Linked DNA regions of Mus musculus: region 2 is linked to region 1. Evidence: chromatin contacts called from public HiCAR-type data. All regions are on one chromosome and are shown on one strand. Each heading gives the region's core, a stretch centred on a gene start, on an enhancer-like site or on the middle of the called end of the contact. The rest is flanking DNA. Distances are from core to core; before and after follow the strand shown. Region 1 has its middle 38 kb from the start of Tnik. Region 2 overlaps Tnik (TRAF2 and NCK interacting kinase).

Region 1 (7,867 bases), core at 2,544-5,043:
CAAGTGTTAAGCCATGACACTCCACATCCCATGTTCTCTGTCTGTTTGATCTAAGAGGAGTCCGGATGGATCTTCCATTATCCAAGGACCCACTGAGGACCAGGGTTTTTCAGCTAAATTGTACTTGGCAAAAACCTGGGTGAGAAATAAGCATGAAATATCATTGAAATTCAAAATCAGTTGTTATTGCAGCACCACTTATACTAGCCTGACTCATGTAGTTCTGTGTATTTGTGTGTGTATGACAGCAAGGTAAAAGACTGATCAATGGACTTTTGGAAAACACATAGGTTAGTATCAACTGTAAGTTAATCTAGAACCAAGGAAAGCATATGCCTTTATCACCAATGGCTTTCCAATGTGAAGATGACCTCATCATTCATTTTTATAAACGAAGTGAAGAAAGGGGCTTATTTGATTTGTGTGATGATCCACTTTAATTGTGATCTTGACACAACCTAGAATCACAAGGGAAGGAACAGTCAATGAGAGATTGCTTACATTGGGTTAGCTTGTGTGTGTAACTGTAGGGACTATGTTAACCGATATAGGAAAACCCAGTTCACTATGGGCAGTACCATTTCTTAGTAAGGGAGTCCTGATCTGCATATGAGTTGAGAAATCAAGCAAGCAAATGAGCATGAATATACTCATCACTTCTCTCTGCTCTTGACTGTGAGTGTAGCATGACCAGAGCTGTTTGAGGTTCCTGCTCTAAGTTCCCCGAGATGATGGACTATATAACATGGATTTATAAAATAAATAAACCCCCTCCTCCCCTAACTAGCTTTGGACCAGGATATTTTATCACAACAGAAGAAATGAAGCAAAGGCAATTTACATGAATAAAGTAAACTATAGGTTATATGAAAGTAGTACCAGAAATTGAAACAGAAAGAAGTCAGTCAACTCCAAGACATCAAGCTGACTCTCCATTTTTATTTCTATTTATTACTATCCATCTCTTACGATCCCTTTCTGTTTTGCTCCTGGTCTCCTGATGCTGTTGCATGTGGAACACTTCATTCAGTGTAGTTTAGCAGACACACCCTTGTGCTGTTCTTATGAAGAAAGGTTTTGAGAAGTGTCACGTAAGACATCTTTTGGCAATCAAGCTTTGGCCAAGGAATGGAACATTTTGTATTTGGATCCCAAGCAAGAAGTTACTTTTCTTTACAAAAGAAGGAGATTAAACTATCTTCCCCAAGGCCACAGTGGCAAAAATACACTCAGGAGGTATAGAGGGTCAGGTGGAGCCATGGTGGTGAAAGAGAAGTTCCACATCTCACAGGAATGTGTACACTCTGCACCATAGGGTTTATTCACAGATCAGAAATCTCCCAGAGGAATCAAGGACATCAGAAAAGTGAACATCAGCACTGGGCCCAGGATTGGGGTCAGATCCAAAGAGAAGCTACAGAGCTTAAACACTGCAAAGAGGAGAAGGGCGCTCCCTAGACAAGTAAGCATCCTCATCTTGAAAATAATAACATAAACTCCAGCATGGATAGAGAAGAGGCGCTCAAAGCCCCACTCCTAACTCAGGTTAATGGCTGGAAGTTGGTGACTGTGAGGACAGAGGAAGTCACTTTTCTTGAGAGGTATGAACTTTCTAGAAAGTTGTGTATGATCCAGTGGATGCCCCTTCACCCGGGTACATAGTGGGAACACAAACTGGACTCAGTGGGTTAAAACTAAAAAAGGACAGGAATTTAGGAGGAGGTCGAGATGGTGTGGGGGGTCAGGGATGGGGATGCAGCACTTGGGGGAGGGGCTGGAGAGGGAAGTATGAGGAGGAAAAATCAGCACATTGTATACATGCATGAAATCCTCAGAATACATAAAATTTTTTAAAAACTATGATTTTTTTTCTGAGTGGCACTCTCTATTAGACAAAAAAATGTAACATATGTGAATATATTTCATATGAATTCAATCATTCTTAAAGGTTGTTTTCCACCTCCAAAATTTCCAAGTATCAGAAAGTTTTTTTGGGTGTTATTCTGTAGAAATCTAAAGATAATTAGACTGCTAGATTCTTCCTGTGAGTGCCAGGGTCGAAATTCTAGTCTCACAGTGTGACAACATACCTATATTCCATGTCCATGTGCATGTGTCGCTGCTAAGCCATGCTTTGGGGAACAGTATTGCTGTGGAGGTAAAGAGTGATGGTTGAGTCAGGAACCATTTATTTTTGCTGTTGTACTATCTACAGAGGCCTTATTGGGACTAACATAGAGAATAATCAAATATTGAAGAAACTATTAAGGAATTATAAATAGAACTCTGTTAGGCTCAGATTTCAAGATAAATGAACACATACTATTTTTACATGTGAATCATTGGAAAAATTTGTGTGTCCAGATTTTTTAAAACTTTTGTTTTAAAGCCATTTTTAATGAGCATAAAAAGGAAATTTTATCTTTCAAATATCAGCCCATCATTTGGGCGATGGGAGTAGCTCAGTGATGGAACTCTTGTCTAGCATCTGTGCAGGTGGGCTTCATCCCTAGCACTACAAAAAAAAGCACATGAGAGAACTTGTTTGCTGGCTTTATCTAATCACAGAACATCTATTAAACACTGTGAGTATATGGACAGGAAAAAGGACTACAGTCTGATTCTGGAGAATATAATGAAAACATCCACAAAACACGGCAAGTTCTCTTCATGTGTGTTTGTGAATTAGGCCCAGTACCTTTAGGTCCTAAGATTGATTTAAAGGCTGTGCCTTAACAGTGATTTTTAAGATTGGTTGAGTGTTACTACCTGTCAGACAATTTACATATGTCACCTTCATTTAACCTTGTCAAGTCAGTGGGCTAGACTCTTACGTGATGGTCCTTATCTAACTCCCCTTCCCAATATTCATATTCTCCTGTAGCCCCTTCCCACGAGGCTCTGGTTCTTGCATGTGATTTTGCTTGGCCAACTGGGATCCAAGAAAACACGATTCAAGCAGAGGCTAGATAAATGCAGGGACATTACATTTGCCCTCTCAAGACCATGTTACCACCACTAAGAATGGTATCCAGGAGGCAAGGGAACAGAAATGAATGGTCCCAGAGATGGTGGGAAGATTGACATGTCTGATAAAACCGCTCTTGGAGACGCCCAGCTCCAGAACCCTCCCTTATCTTCAGAAAACAAAGCTGGGGTCTGTCAGAAAGAGAGGCCAGCTTAGCTGTCTCTCCGCCTTCACAGAGGCTGTACTCATCTCAAGAAAAGCACAGCGTGGGTGTGTCTGCGAGGCACAGCCCCTGCCATCAACTCAGCAAGGCCGTTATACATTTAACTTGGAAGAAGATTCCAGTCGGAGGCAACTGAGGTCTTGATCAGATCCAGCCCCTTTCTCTGCACTCTGAAGTGTTTCCTTAGGAAACACCAAGAGAGGCCATCTGGACAGTGGAAGGTTAATTGACTAGAGGAGGCCATGACTTCCAATAGAGAATGTTCTTTACAAAAAGAAAAGAAAAGCACCAGGATGTGCGAATTCAATAAATAATTCATTGGACTGCCTATTCAGAGACTAATAGAAAAATACTGTAGTAGGCCCGCATGCCAATCAGCCTGCAGCTAGTTAAACAAACATCCTGCGCACACATCACTTGTAAAGCCCAGATTTATACATTAATTGCATGTTTTACCCAGGAAAAGTATAATGTCTAATAACTTCACTTTAGAGACTATTAAAATCTCATGGTCTTGAAAAGGTTGCCTGACATCCTGTAGGCCAGATCCAGGGCTGAGTAGACATGTCCCCTGCCAGTGAATGTACAATAGCCAAACACTCAAGTGTCACTTCGGCTACATTTACATTCGTTGCCTGTACAGAGGAACACTGAGTGCTATGGTCCTCTTGGGTCTCCAGGAACCCTCAGGACGCCAGTGGGGGCACAGCTGCAGCAGCCGGGGTAAAGTGAGCATCTGCACGTACCCCAAATTCAGTTCCACTTCCGTCCCTCATTTATACTTAGTTCTTTCTTCATGGTTTTGTAGGATTTGAAATGCAAACGGGACACAGACAGTAACACAGTAGGTCCTAGTCCGGTCTTGTAACTGTGCTAAACGATTCTTGTCCCTCTTATTGTCCCCCTCTTGGTCCTCACAGCAGTCGCTACCCTGGGTAAGAGGACAAACTGAAAGGACAGAGCTCCTGAACGCTGCGTTCAGGGAACACATTACCTCTCTGGTCTCTGACAAACCCAATTTGAGGGGCACTCTAAAAAAGGACCTTGGCTATGCTTTTGAAATGTGTCAAGCTTGTGAAAGCAGTGACACTGTGAATTGGCTTCAGATCCAGGGGACAGACAGCCAACATGGCAACCAAACACAGCCAGCACCCCTCCCTGGACTGGATGCTGGACCGGAGGAGAGGCACAAAGGAATGAGGTCTCACCCGTGCTGACTGGCTGCTGTTCATCATTTCTCTGTGTCAGGAAGTTAAGGGGGAGAGAACCCCATGAAGGTTATTAAGAAAATTTTATGACATTCTAACTTCATAATCTAAAAAATTACTTGAAAATAAAGTTGGAGATAGCAAAAGAGGGGAAAAATGAAAGGAAAACAGAAGCTATGTTATCCACTGGGAGTTCATGTAACCATATCCAGAAAGCAGTTCTTAGAGCAGCTGAGTCTAGCTTTCAGAGAGTGTCTGTGGAGTGTCTTACCAGATCAATTGCTCTCATGGGTGAATGGCTGCTGGATTCAGAAGAAAATGGAGAGGTTCGTTGAGAGGACAGAGGGAATTGTGCAGAGAATGCACTTGAAACACAGAAAGGCACGGTGGGAGCCTGTGTCTCACTACTGACGCCTAGAAAACTGATAGAAGAGCCTGGGTACGACTTCCACGACACTTCTCATTTCTGAAAGAGGCTATGTCAAGGCGGAACTCAGGCCTGGGATCAACCGTGGAGAGTGCCCACGGGTCACGTGACTTGGCCCATTTGCTGGTCATACGACCTAACCTACTTGCCGGAGATTTGCTAATGGAGACGGAGCATCGGTCGCCGATCACTCCTTCCTTTTACCGAGGGATCCCAAGGCCATGTGCTACTTGAAGGACTAAAGATGCAACACTTATCAAAAGCACGGGCTTCACCCCCTCATAGACAGACCTGGAGACTGCTCGAGCCTCTCTCACAATTGACCCGCGTGACCTTGGATGTATCTCAGCACTTTTCCCAGATATGATTTGCAGTTCCACACCAGAGGGAAGATAATAATTATTCCAAAGACATTCTGAGTATTAAGTAAAAAGTGGCATCTAAGCTCTTAGCATAAATACTTATCATATAAATAGTCAGTAAATATTACTGGTATTGTTTTCTCTTTAGCTCGGGAATATTTCAGTTCTACGTGCTTGTGGGCATATCTGGGTACACTTGGAAATTCTGTAGACTGTTTTTCAATGCATCAAAAGCTCGCATTTAGAAAGGTTGGCTTTTCCAGCGGAGTAATTTTCCATTTCCCACTCCATTTCCTTGTTATTTTCAAAAGTAGATAAACAATAAAACGAAGGGCAAGCATGGCTTACAAACGTGGTGCTGAGTGAAGAATCCAAATGGGAGTTTTAAGATGCAGACAGACCATCGGATAGGTTTTATCTAGATTCAAATGAGCCTGCTTGTGGAGGCTGGCTGCATCATCTTTTCATGGGCGTAATTTGAATGATGCTTTAGGCAACCCCTGATTCTTTCCACAGTGGAAAGAATAATAGATAACTGTGCGTACAACAGACTAGGCAGAGCCCAGGACTGCTGCAGGAGCAAGCCTCTCAAGTTTCCTTCTTCAGTATGGTACCTGGCACTATGACCTTTGTCCTCTTTACATGGTGATTATTGGCTGGCTGTCCAGGAAGCGGGGACAAATGGAAACCTACTTTCTTCTCCTTCCTTCATTTTCCGTAACACACAGTGGGGCTTAAACAAAGGATTTCCTCATAGAGTGTACATTAAATACATTTATTTTGAAGAATGAAACTTATGCCCCAATCCTAAGTAAAGCCCGATGGCAGTGAGGAGTGACCTTAAGTGACTCAGAAGTTGATCTCTCCATGTACAGGCCATCCAAAACAGGTTCAGCATTTTCACTGTCAGGGAACCGTAAATTAAAATTGTAGTAAGTTTACCATTCTACCTGAGTCAGAATAACTTTACTAGGAAGGCAAAAATAATAAAGTTGACGAGGATACAGAGGGAACTCCTATGTACTGTTGGTTGGAATGTAAATAAGAAAACTATTATGGATGGAGAGTATGAAAATCTAAAGTTCAAAATTAGTTTGTGAGCCAGCTATTCCATTATTGGGTACGAGTCCAAAGTCAGTATATCAAAGAGACAGTGTGCTCCCAGCATTCTTCACAAAAGCTGAGATATGCAGTCATCCAAAGGGTTCCCTGTCAGATGAATGGGTACAGAAAGAGGGATCCATGTACACAATAGAATGTCATTCAGCCACACCACGAAGGAAGCACTGTCCTCTGCAGCAGTGAAGATGGAACTGGAAGACAGTGTAAAGTGACCACCCAAGAACAGAGTCTACACTGCATACCCACTATTCCAGTGTGTCTCATGGTGGTAAAGAGAATAGTAACAGTCATACAGGTGTGAAGTGTGTGTGTGTGTGTGTGTGTGTGTGTGTGTGTGTGTGTGTGAGAGAGAGAGAGAGAGAGAGAGAGAGAGGGAGAGGGAGACGGAGACGGAGACGGAGACGGAGACAGAGACGGAGACGGAGACGGAGACAGAGACAGAGAGAGACAGAGAGAGGGAGTCACCAAGCTACAGTTAACGAGGTGAATGTTCTAGACTTCCATCCTACATTCCGGATGATAGTGACTCTATAGTTCATGTTTTGGTTGTGTATCTATGGAGAGTATGGAGGGTAAGGGTGTTGCAAGCATGCCAAATCAGTCCTGGGTCAGGATCATTGGACAATTTCCAGGAATCAGCTCTCACCTTTTACCATGGTGCTTTCTGAGCTCTGTCCATCAGGCTTGCTGGCAAGAGTCTTTATTCATTGAGCCGCTTCACCAGCCTTCACAAATTTTTATTTATTTATTTACATATGTGGGTGATCTGTCTTCACACACACACACACAAGAGAAGAGGACATCAGATCACATCACTGATGGTTGTGCATTACCATGTTGGTGCTAGGAGTTGAACTCAGGACCTCTGAAAGACTAGCCAGTGCTCTTACCTCAAGCCATCTCTCCAGCCCCAACAATTTTTATATACGTTAAATAGGACTAGAAAAGGGGAGTTCAAAATTCCCAATACAGAAAAAAAAAAAAAACCTTTTAAGGAGATACACCTAATCACCTTAACTGGATCATTGCCTATTGTAGACAAGTGTCACATCATCAAATATTACTCCACAAGCATGCTCAGTAATCATGTCAATGAAAAGTTGAAAATTTCTGTCTTCATGCAGATGCCTGAGACCTACAAATATTATGCAAATAGGTTTCATATACTCCCTGTGTAAAAAAAAATTCTCAGTGAGAGTTGAAGAAATTTGAGAGTCAGGTCTTATAATCTCCATTAGAAAAATGATACTAAATAAACCCAATTATGAATCTGAATCCATCTGGCTAGATATCTGGCCTCAGAATGAATGGGACATTCAGTGTATATATTTTCATAGTCCTTGATAAGCACCGACAGTTGCATATTTTTTTAAGTGCCCCAGATGATTTTACGGGACAGCTGGTGTTAAGTTATGCTACAGAGAGTACCGTAAACAAGCTTGCTGAGGTCCCATGCCTGGGACAGCCCAAGGCAACACTTACAGAATATACACAGGAACCCTTGCATCTGAGACAGGCACTTACGCATGTTGCAAAATAATGAAAGACAGCTTGGAA
Region 2 (7,867 bases), core at 2,028-4,527, 180 kb after region 1:
ACGTCTAGTCTGTTGATGGTGCATAGTATTAACAGTTTGATGTTAATGGCACGCTGGGTTGTGACCTTGGTTTATCTGAGTCAGAGTTTGAGGACATCGCGAAGCAGTAAGTGGTGAGATTCTCTCTCTGTGCTTCTTGTTCTTCTGTGTAGTAACTGTGCACTTTTTAAAAGGGTCTCAATCTGAATACATGGAAATTTCTTCCAGGCTCCTCACTACATGCACTGTATTTTGTCCCTGTGATTTGTAGATTCTCACCATTGTAATGAACAGACCATGCCAGAGGTCCCTGAGGGCAAAGAGGGTTGACCACAGAAGTCTTAGTGTCTAGAACAAAGAACGTGATCAGCAGACAGATGAGGGTTCTTGTCTCTGGAGAGCAATGCAAAGGCAGTGCCCCATGTCAATAGCCAACTTGGAAAAATGTAAAGGACTAAGTTATTTTTCTTGATGCTATGACAAAATATGTATGAAGAAGCAACTAAAAGGATGAGTTTGCATGGTTCATGGTTTGTGAAGGGACACAGTCGATCATGGTAAGGGAAGGACTGGCATCAGCAACCTGGTGGCTCTGGTCATATTGTGTCTATAGTCAGGAAGCAGGAAGCAGGAAACAGGAAGCAGGAAGCAGGAAGCAAACAACATGAAGTAGACAGAAAGTGGAACCCAAATGTAAGTCTTCTGCTCCCCTCCCCCAGTGACTCACTTTTGCAAGTGGGGTTCCATCCTAAACAGTTCATCAGCTTCCAAAACAGAGCCATGAGCTTGGCAAGCACATGGTCAGACACACAAGCAAGCATATGGAGATACTTCAGCGTCAAAACACAAGGACTTGTAAGATACCTAGTAACCAGGCCATATTAAAAAAAAACAAAACAAAACCCCTTTTACTATCTTCAGCATATATCTGTCCGTTTTTACCCACTGCAGGTGTCCAAGCGGAATACAAAGAAGTAGTTTCCTTGTAAGACAGAAGGGAGAGACAGCTCACATCATAAAACCACAGGTTGACAAACACAGTAAAGGGCCAGAGAGCAAATGATACCTTGAATGCATAGGTTGGGATGTCCCAGAAGGCCCAGGTGGTAAAGGCTTGCCCCAAGGCTGGCACCACTGGGATCTGTAGAAACAGTATAGTGGCCCTTCTTAACTTCCTTTTACTTTCTGGTCATGATGTGAACAGTTTTGTCCCTTCATGGGTGTTCCTGCCATGGTGCTCTACCACACCACAGGCCCAAAGCAACAGGGCTTACCAAAAGTGGACAGAACCTCCAAGACTGCAAGCCACCATACACCTGCTTAGGTATTTTATTATAGCAGTGAAAGGCTGATTAATACCACAACCCCCCCTCCCCCGTCCATCATGTGAAACAGGAAAGCAGCCACACACAAAAGCACAAAGGAAAAACCAGGCTGGGCTCTAATCAGACTTCAGTCACAGGTGCAGACATGTCACCTTCTCACTGCCTTATATTATGAAATTCTACTCAATTAGGAAATTTCCATAAGACACCTGACAGTGTGAAATGTCTCAACTCACCGTACTTATGTATGCTTGCTATCAGTGGTAACAGTGCTCAACCCTGAGAATTTGATTTTATGATGCGATTATTAAGGAGGGGGTACTTTCTTTCTCTGAGTGATTTGATGATCTTAAGTGAGCATGATTCCTATATTATTTGCAGAACTAAAATTAGTTACTTAAATATAAAAAGAGAGTCACATTTAAGAAGACACTGAGCATGTTACTGTGAATCTCAATTATAATTGACCTATGATTTATAAGAATGTTCACATTCACCTTTTCTGAATATAGCTTTTGGGAATTCACGTCTGTATAAAAGAATTGGTTACTGATGTTTGCTCTATAGGATCAAGAATAAAAGCAGAAGCAGTGAACCTTGGGAAAGGACCTGGCAGGACTGGGAGGGGTTGTGGATCTAAGGAACTATGAAGACAAAAGAGCGCTATCAGGACACATTGCTCGTGTGTAAAGTAAAAGACTAAATTAATAAATAAAAATTAAATAAACTGGAGTATCTTTTCCAGGCAATTGGTATTAAAATAAGGCAGGCATGTACTAATCCCACAATCCATACGGATTCAAGTTAGAAATGCAACATTTGCCCACATGTGCTACTAGGGCACACGCCTGGAAAACGGGTGGCATCTTTCTCCGGGTACTACTGTTGTTTTAATCAGGTTTTCTGGACTTTCAAAGTCGTTGGTTAAATTAGAACTGACACATATGTTAATTAGCTGGGTGGCAGGGTAGAGATAAACAGGCAAAACAGAATGACAACATGTTCCCTTTAAAAAAATGGTGACTCTGAATAGTATTTGGTTCTGTTTGTCAGTAATTGTGTATCTTCCTCTGTCCTTGCCTGGTGTGTTAATCTGCTAGTCTGAAATCTTTTTTATCTGCCTGTACTGTGAGATCCTTCTTTGCCATAATCCATCTGTGTCCTACAGGAGGTGAACCTGCCTTTCAGGACTGGCATGGTGGTGGACAGTATTAATGTGTATAAAAGGAAAAACTCCTTGAATAATTTAATGACCAAATGTCATCTGGGGAAAAGGGGTCAGTATGGAAAATGACTTTTCCTATCAGCTTTAAAAATCACAGTGTGGCTTGCCTTTCTTATGTGCAAATCAAATATCAAATTGAAGGATGTTTATACATCTTTCTGTAGGATGTTTAATGTTTTGCATTTCCTATTAGAACAAGGAAGCGTCTATAGCATTTTTGTTTACTTCTGTTAAAAGAAAGGAAAAAAAAACACAACAGAAAACCTAACCAACCGTCAGAACCTCAATAAACGAACCAGCAAAAGAAAGTCCTCCTTCTTTCCAGAACAACAGATGCTGCCTTTGACCTTGGGATTTAAGGGCAAATCTATCCTTGTTTACACGTCTTGAATTTCTTGGATTTGCCAGTATGAGGACAGCCGTTGGGGACGAAGCGCTCCAAGTATGTAAGCCATGAAAAGAAAATGAGTCTGGGCAGCTGTTGCTGCAGAAATCACGCTTTTGTCTGTTTCCAGTTCACTCATACGGAGAATTTTAAGAATTAAAAAGAAAAAAAAAAGGAGGAAAAAAAAAGGAAAGGCAACTACATTTAATCGAAAGACTCCTGCCACAGATGTCACAGCTTGGGAGCTGGCCTCTCCATCTGACACATTGCCTCCCCGTGAGGGAATCGAGTTTCCAGGAGGCTACATTTGCTTTGCTGGGCCCCCTTGTGGGGTTGGATAAGGAAACATAGCCAGTGCTATGCTCAGCCAGCCAACCAGAGGGACCCACTGGTGAGCGAGCTCATTGGTTCTCTGTGGCAGAGGGAACTACTGATGAGCGAGCTCATTGGTTCTCTGTGGCAGAGGGAACTACTGATGAGCGAGCTCATTGGTTCTCTGTGGCAGCTTTTCTACAATGAAGGCTGGAAAGACCTTGTGAGAAATGAGAGACAAGTGAGATTCCTCTGCTGCATGTTTGCCCACATGTGGTTCCTAGCTCGGTGGCGGAGGGGCACTGGTGAGTTGATGTTTTCCAAATTGAAACTAACAGATATACAACATGTTTTTTTGCTTCCTTTTTTCCCCCATAAATTATATATTTGAAAAGATAACCGCTTTGTTGTTGCTGTCCCAGGTCTGGTTATTGAACTCATGACCTTTTGTGCGCTAAGCATGTTTGTTCCCAATACCCTATATCCCAGAGGAAACCCCAATGAGCAATGCACACCTTTGAACAATGCAGAATTAAGAAGTGACTTTATTTATTATGGTGCTGGAGCCAGACACCCTTTCCCTTGAAATATAAGACAAAGGCCTTGGTGTGTCCCCTGCACTACACTTTCAGCAGAAGAGAACCAACGGTAGCCTGGCCACATCCGTCTCTTTGTTTCCACACACAGCCAATTGCCCTGTGTGTATTTTTCAATTTTACCTTTTTGTTGTAATTTTTCATTTGTGGGACATTATAGTGAATCCCCACAGTAGCGATTTACAAAATTTTATTAGGCAATTTCTCGGCAAAAGACATCTTAGAGTGTCATCATGGAGACTTTTAGAGTGTCACCATGGGGACTTTATTTTATTGCTTCTAACTGCTAATTAAAGAACTGGAAGGCTACTCTGGTGCAGTGGGCCAGGGTGTCCAAAGCCAGAAGGCCCATGAAAGAAGGTCCTCTTTTTTTTTTTTTTTCTTTTTTCTTTTCTTTTTTTTTGGCTTGATCAGTAATAGGGACAGATAGACCAGGTAGGTCGTCTCCCTCTGGGCTTTTTTTTTATATTTTATTTATTTATTTATTTATTTATTTATTTATTTATTTATTTATTTATTGAGAGCCCTGGCAATTAAGAGTAGTCACAGAGTGATCAGTCCCCTCTGTGCACTGTAGGGTGACGATACTCCCAGAAGCCATCTGTTAGGACAGGGCTGATTCGGTTAGTCCTGATGTAGCCTGGCATCCCCTACAGGGAGGAAGCTAGAACTGCCTGTCTACTGAAAGGGGCACTGGCAGGAAATGTATGGAGCTCATAGAATATTTGTCTCAAAATGATTATAATCTTTTGGAGAAATACTTAATAACCTTTCTAGGGCATTTTCCTTCATCATTTCTGGTCCCTTAAAAAGGTTTTAGTTCTTTTGACTGAATACCTTGAACAGAACTTAAAGAACTTAAGGCTCAAAGAGAGTTTTAATAAATTAGGTTCTCTAGCCAACAGCTCATGGATCCATTTTCCTGGGGAAAGGATCCCAGGCAGTTTTCTTTACCATGTTTGTCCATCAACCAATCACTGGCCATAAAACCTCTGCTGCTTTTCTCCTTAAAACCCTCCTGATGCTTTAAAACCAGCAGTAAGGCCAGCCCCAGTGTACTCTGAAACCAGAATAGTTAAGCCTCAATTTACCTGAAAGAGAAAACACCTCCTCTCTTGCTTTAATTTGTTTTTATACTAAATTCTTTTCACACTGACATTAGAGCTTCCCCATGCAGAATTCTTGCCCAGCAAGAATATTCTCTATAGAATTCTGGAAAACTGCCTGCTCAGGGTACTTGAAAATAAAAAGGATAATACCTTTCTCAACACAAAATGTTATTCTGTGTGGTTTTGCAGGCAGCTTGTTTTTCTTTGTGCAGTGCTAAGCATGGGCCCCACACCTTCGCACACACCAGGCAAGCACTCTTCCACTGAGCTACACGCTCATGGCAGCCGTCTTATTTTTAGCTCCATGAGTCTGAAATAAATCTTTGTTTACACCCACTGGTGTAAGGTCTGTTGGTAACCTTTGGTGTCCACTGAAATTTAGTATTCAGCAGTAATGTTTAAAGTACACACATATACACACATACACAATATTTATATATATTATGTGTATATATAATGTATATATTTATACCTTATGTATATTGATTTTTAGTATATACATATATATGCATATATACATTACATACACTTTTAGCATATGTGTGTATATATGTATATACACATATATGTATATAAACATACATACATACATTTATATACACTATATGTATATAAACATGCATATATATATATGTTTATATATATATATTAGGTTTCATGTAGCTCAGGCTTACCAATAATGTGCGATGGAACTTAATCTGGCCCTGAACTCTTGACCTACCAGTTTGCCTTGCTAGGACCTCAGACATGTGCTACCATACTCAACTCTGAAGTTAAAATAATGGAGATTTTATTTGTTCATTTATTTATGTGTATGTGTGTATGCATGCATGCATGCATCCTCAGTCACTTTTTTTTTTCCAAGACAGGGTTTCTCTGTGCAGCCTTGGCTGTTCTGACTCTGTAGACTAGGCTGATCTTGAACCTCTAACTCTGGGATTAAAGGCATGTGCTATGCACTCTTAACCTTTGGACCCTCTCTCTAACCCCTAAGGCTGGGTTTCTCAACCAGTGGGTCTAGACCTTTGTGGGAGTCAAAATAACCTTTCACAGGGTCAGTTAAGCCCATGGGAAAACAGATGTTTACATTATGATTCATGACAGTAGGAAAATTACAGTTATAAAGTAGCAATAAAAATAATGTTATGGTTGGTTTCACCATGACATGAGGAGCTGCATTAAAGGGTCACAGCATTAGGAAGGTTGAGAACCACTGCCTTAACATAAAGAAAAAATTAAAAGCTTACAAAAGAGAATTTAATCCTAAGGTGTTTCAGAAATCGCCTTTTACAGATTTTTATTAAATATTTTTCTTCATTGCCAAGAGAATAAAGTCCATCAACGACGTGAAGAACTGGCGCACAACATCCTCAGCTCTGAAATGTCTATCTAATGCTCATGCACTTTGGAGCTTTAAGGGATTCAAGGAGATTTAGAATTACTTGCTACCAAGAGCTATAGTATTTCAGAAAAATAGAGATTGACTTTTAAAATTTTTGCTTGATATTTCTTCAAACTTTTCTATGTCTTTTCAAGATTTTCTCCAGAGTTGAAGCCTGCTTGTGCTTTGGAAGGTAATTTCTTAGACTTCCGGTTTGGGTTGTGGGACTTTGGTATGTGTCTAAATTATGCTGTGCCTACATTGGGGCCATCCCGAGAAATGGAGGCACACCTACTGAATGATCTTGCAGACTCTCTATTCTACTATAGAAGGACGTTCTCTAAAGGCACGTCTGTCCTATTGGACAACCAGGTTCAGGAAATCATATCACACATGAGAGGACACTCCTTTCTACAGTGAGGAGTGTTGGGATAAAGACTGATCTGGTTCAAAACTAAGCCTGTTACTCTTTTGGTTACTAGATTTTTATATATGTAAGGCCCCTGAACTGTAAGAAGTGGGCACTTTTAAAATCTCACACACTATACTCAGTGTAAGAAATATGTTCTCTTCTGTTACCACAGGAATCTAGTTGCTGGCATGAGGGCAATTAGCATCCTTGGCATCTTTGCACTGTCTGTGGTGGGTATTACCAGGTCAAGAGAAGGAGGCTCCAAGTGTCATGGAGCAGGATCATTATTGCCTGGCACCCACTCCTCTCAGCCCCCGTGTGTGTCTGGACCTAGCTATGGGGTGGACATGGTGCCAGGATTGTAATACCACCATGAACAGAAAAGCACAGCCCTGATCCCTCTAGTGTCTTATAGGCTAAACATCAGAGAGGCGTGCAAAGCTTGTCTCAGAGGGGTTTATGGGGATAAGATGGGCTTTCTGTGTCCTTCCTGCCTCACTGTCCTGGGTCCTTTATTCTGGGCAGCCTCCCAGTCTCCTTTCTGCTCAGTTCTTTCCATTGGTGGGATGTCTTATGTAATGAATATCATTGTAGGTAAATGACTAAAACTCTTCTAAGAACCTCTGTGTGATCATCAAAGACTTGGAGGCATCTAGGCCATGATGACACCTGGTCAGACCTAGAGAGCCAAGCAAGCTGTTGTCATAATTTGCTTTTTTCTGTTGCTGTGATAAACACTGTGACCAAAATCAACTAGGGGGAGCAAAGTGTTTATTCTAGTTCACAGAGGGAGGAGAAGAAACTCAAGGCATGAATCTGGAGGCAAGGACTGAAGCAGATGTCATGGTAAGGAAGGACTGCTTACTGGATTGCTCTCCCTGGCTCATGCTCAGTCATTTTAGTAAGCAGCTACCTATCCAGGATTGATGCCATCCACAGAAGGCGGGGCCTGGTGCTACTCAGAAGCTGGAATCCTTTGTTATAGGCTTCTTCCTTATTCGTTTGGCACCTACTTCCCTGGGGGCTTTGAACTCAGGTCAGACATTCTCCTGAGAAGAGATCAAGGAGTCATGACATCACCCTATTAAGGTGATGATGATTTAATCTGAGATGACTTTTTAATTATGAAGAGCACACGGTTAC

The links. HiCAR-type assays count read pairs that join an accessible place to other places.
Region 2: a HiCAR-type map of astrocytes shows a contact between it and region 1, with 5 times the contacts expected there. The contact joins two enhancer-like sites. A contact is called at or near these places in 1 of 39 promoter capture datasets (liver), 3 of 484 Hi-C or Micro-C datasets (the N1E-115 cell line, muscle stem cells and nephron progenitors), 1 of 115 datasets of contacts at active chromatin or transcription factors (astrocytes) and 1 of 9 other capture datasets (pancreatic islet).

The regions. Positions count from the first base shown.
Region 1 is chr3:28,221,403-28,229,269 of GRCm38.p6, forward strand. No RefSeq gene overlaps it. Among named protein-coding and RNA genes, the nearest start is that of Tnik, 38 kb to the right of the region's middle. Within about 2 kb of position 3,794, at least 31 of the 459 cell types and tissues checked have an H3K27ac peak or open chromatin away from gene starts, as enhancers often do. A contact at or near this core is called in the N1E-115 cell line, astrocytes and muscle stem cells, where this site is marked.
Region 2 is chr3:28,406,019-28,413,885 of GRCm38.p6, forward strand. The region is part of intron 2 of Tnik (TRAF2 and NCK interacting kinase); the gene reads left to right. Among named protein-coding and RNA genes, the nearest start is that of Mir466q, 10 kb to the right of the region's middle. Within about 2 kb of position 3,278, at least 62 of the 459 cell types and tissues checked have an H3K27ac peak or open chromatin away from gene starts, as enhancers often do. A contact at or near this core is called in the N1E-115 cell line, astrocytes and muscle stem cells, where this site is marked.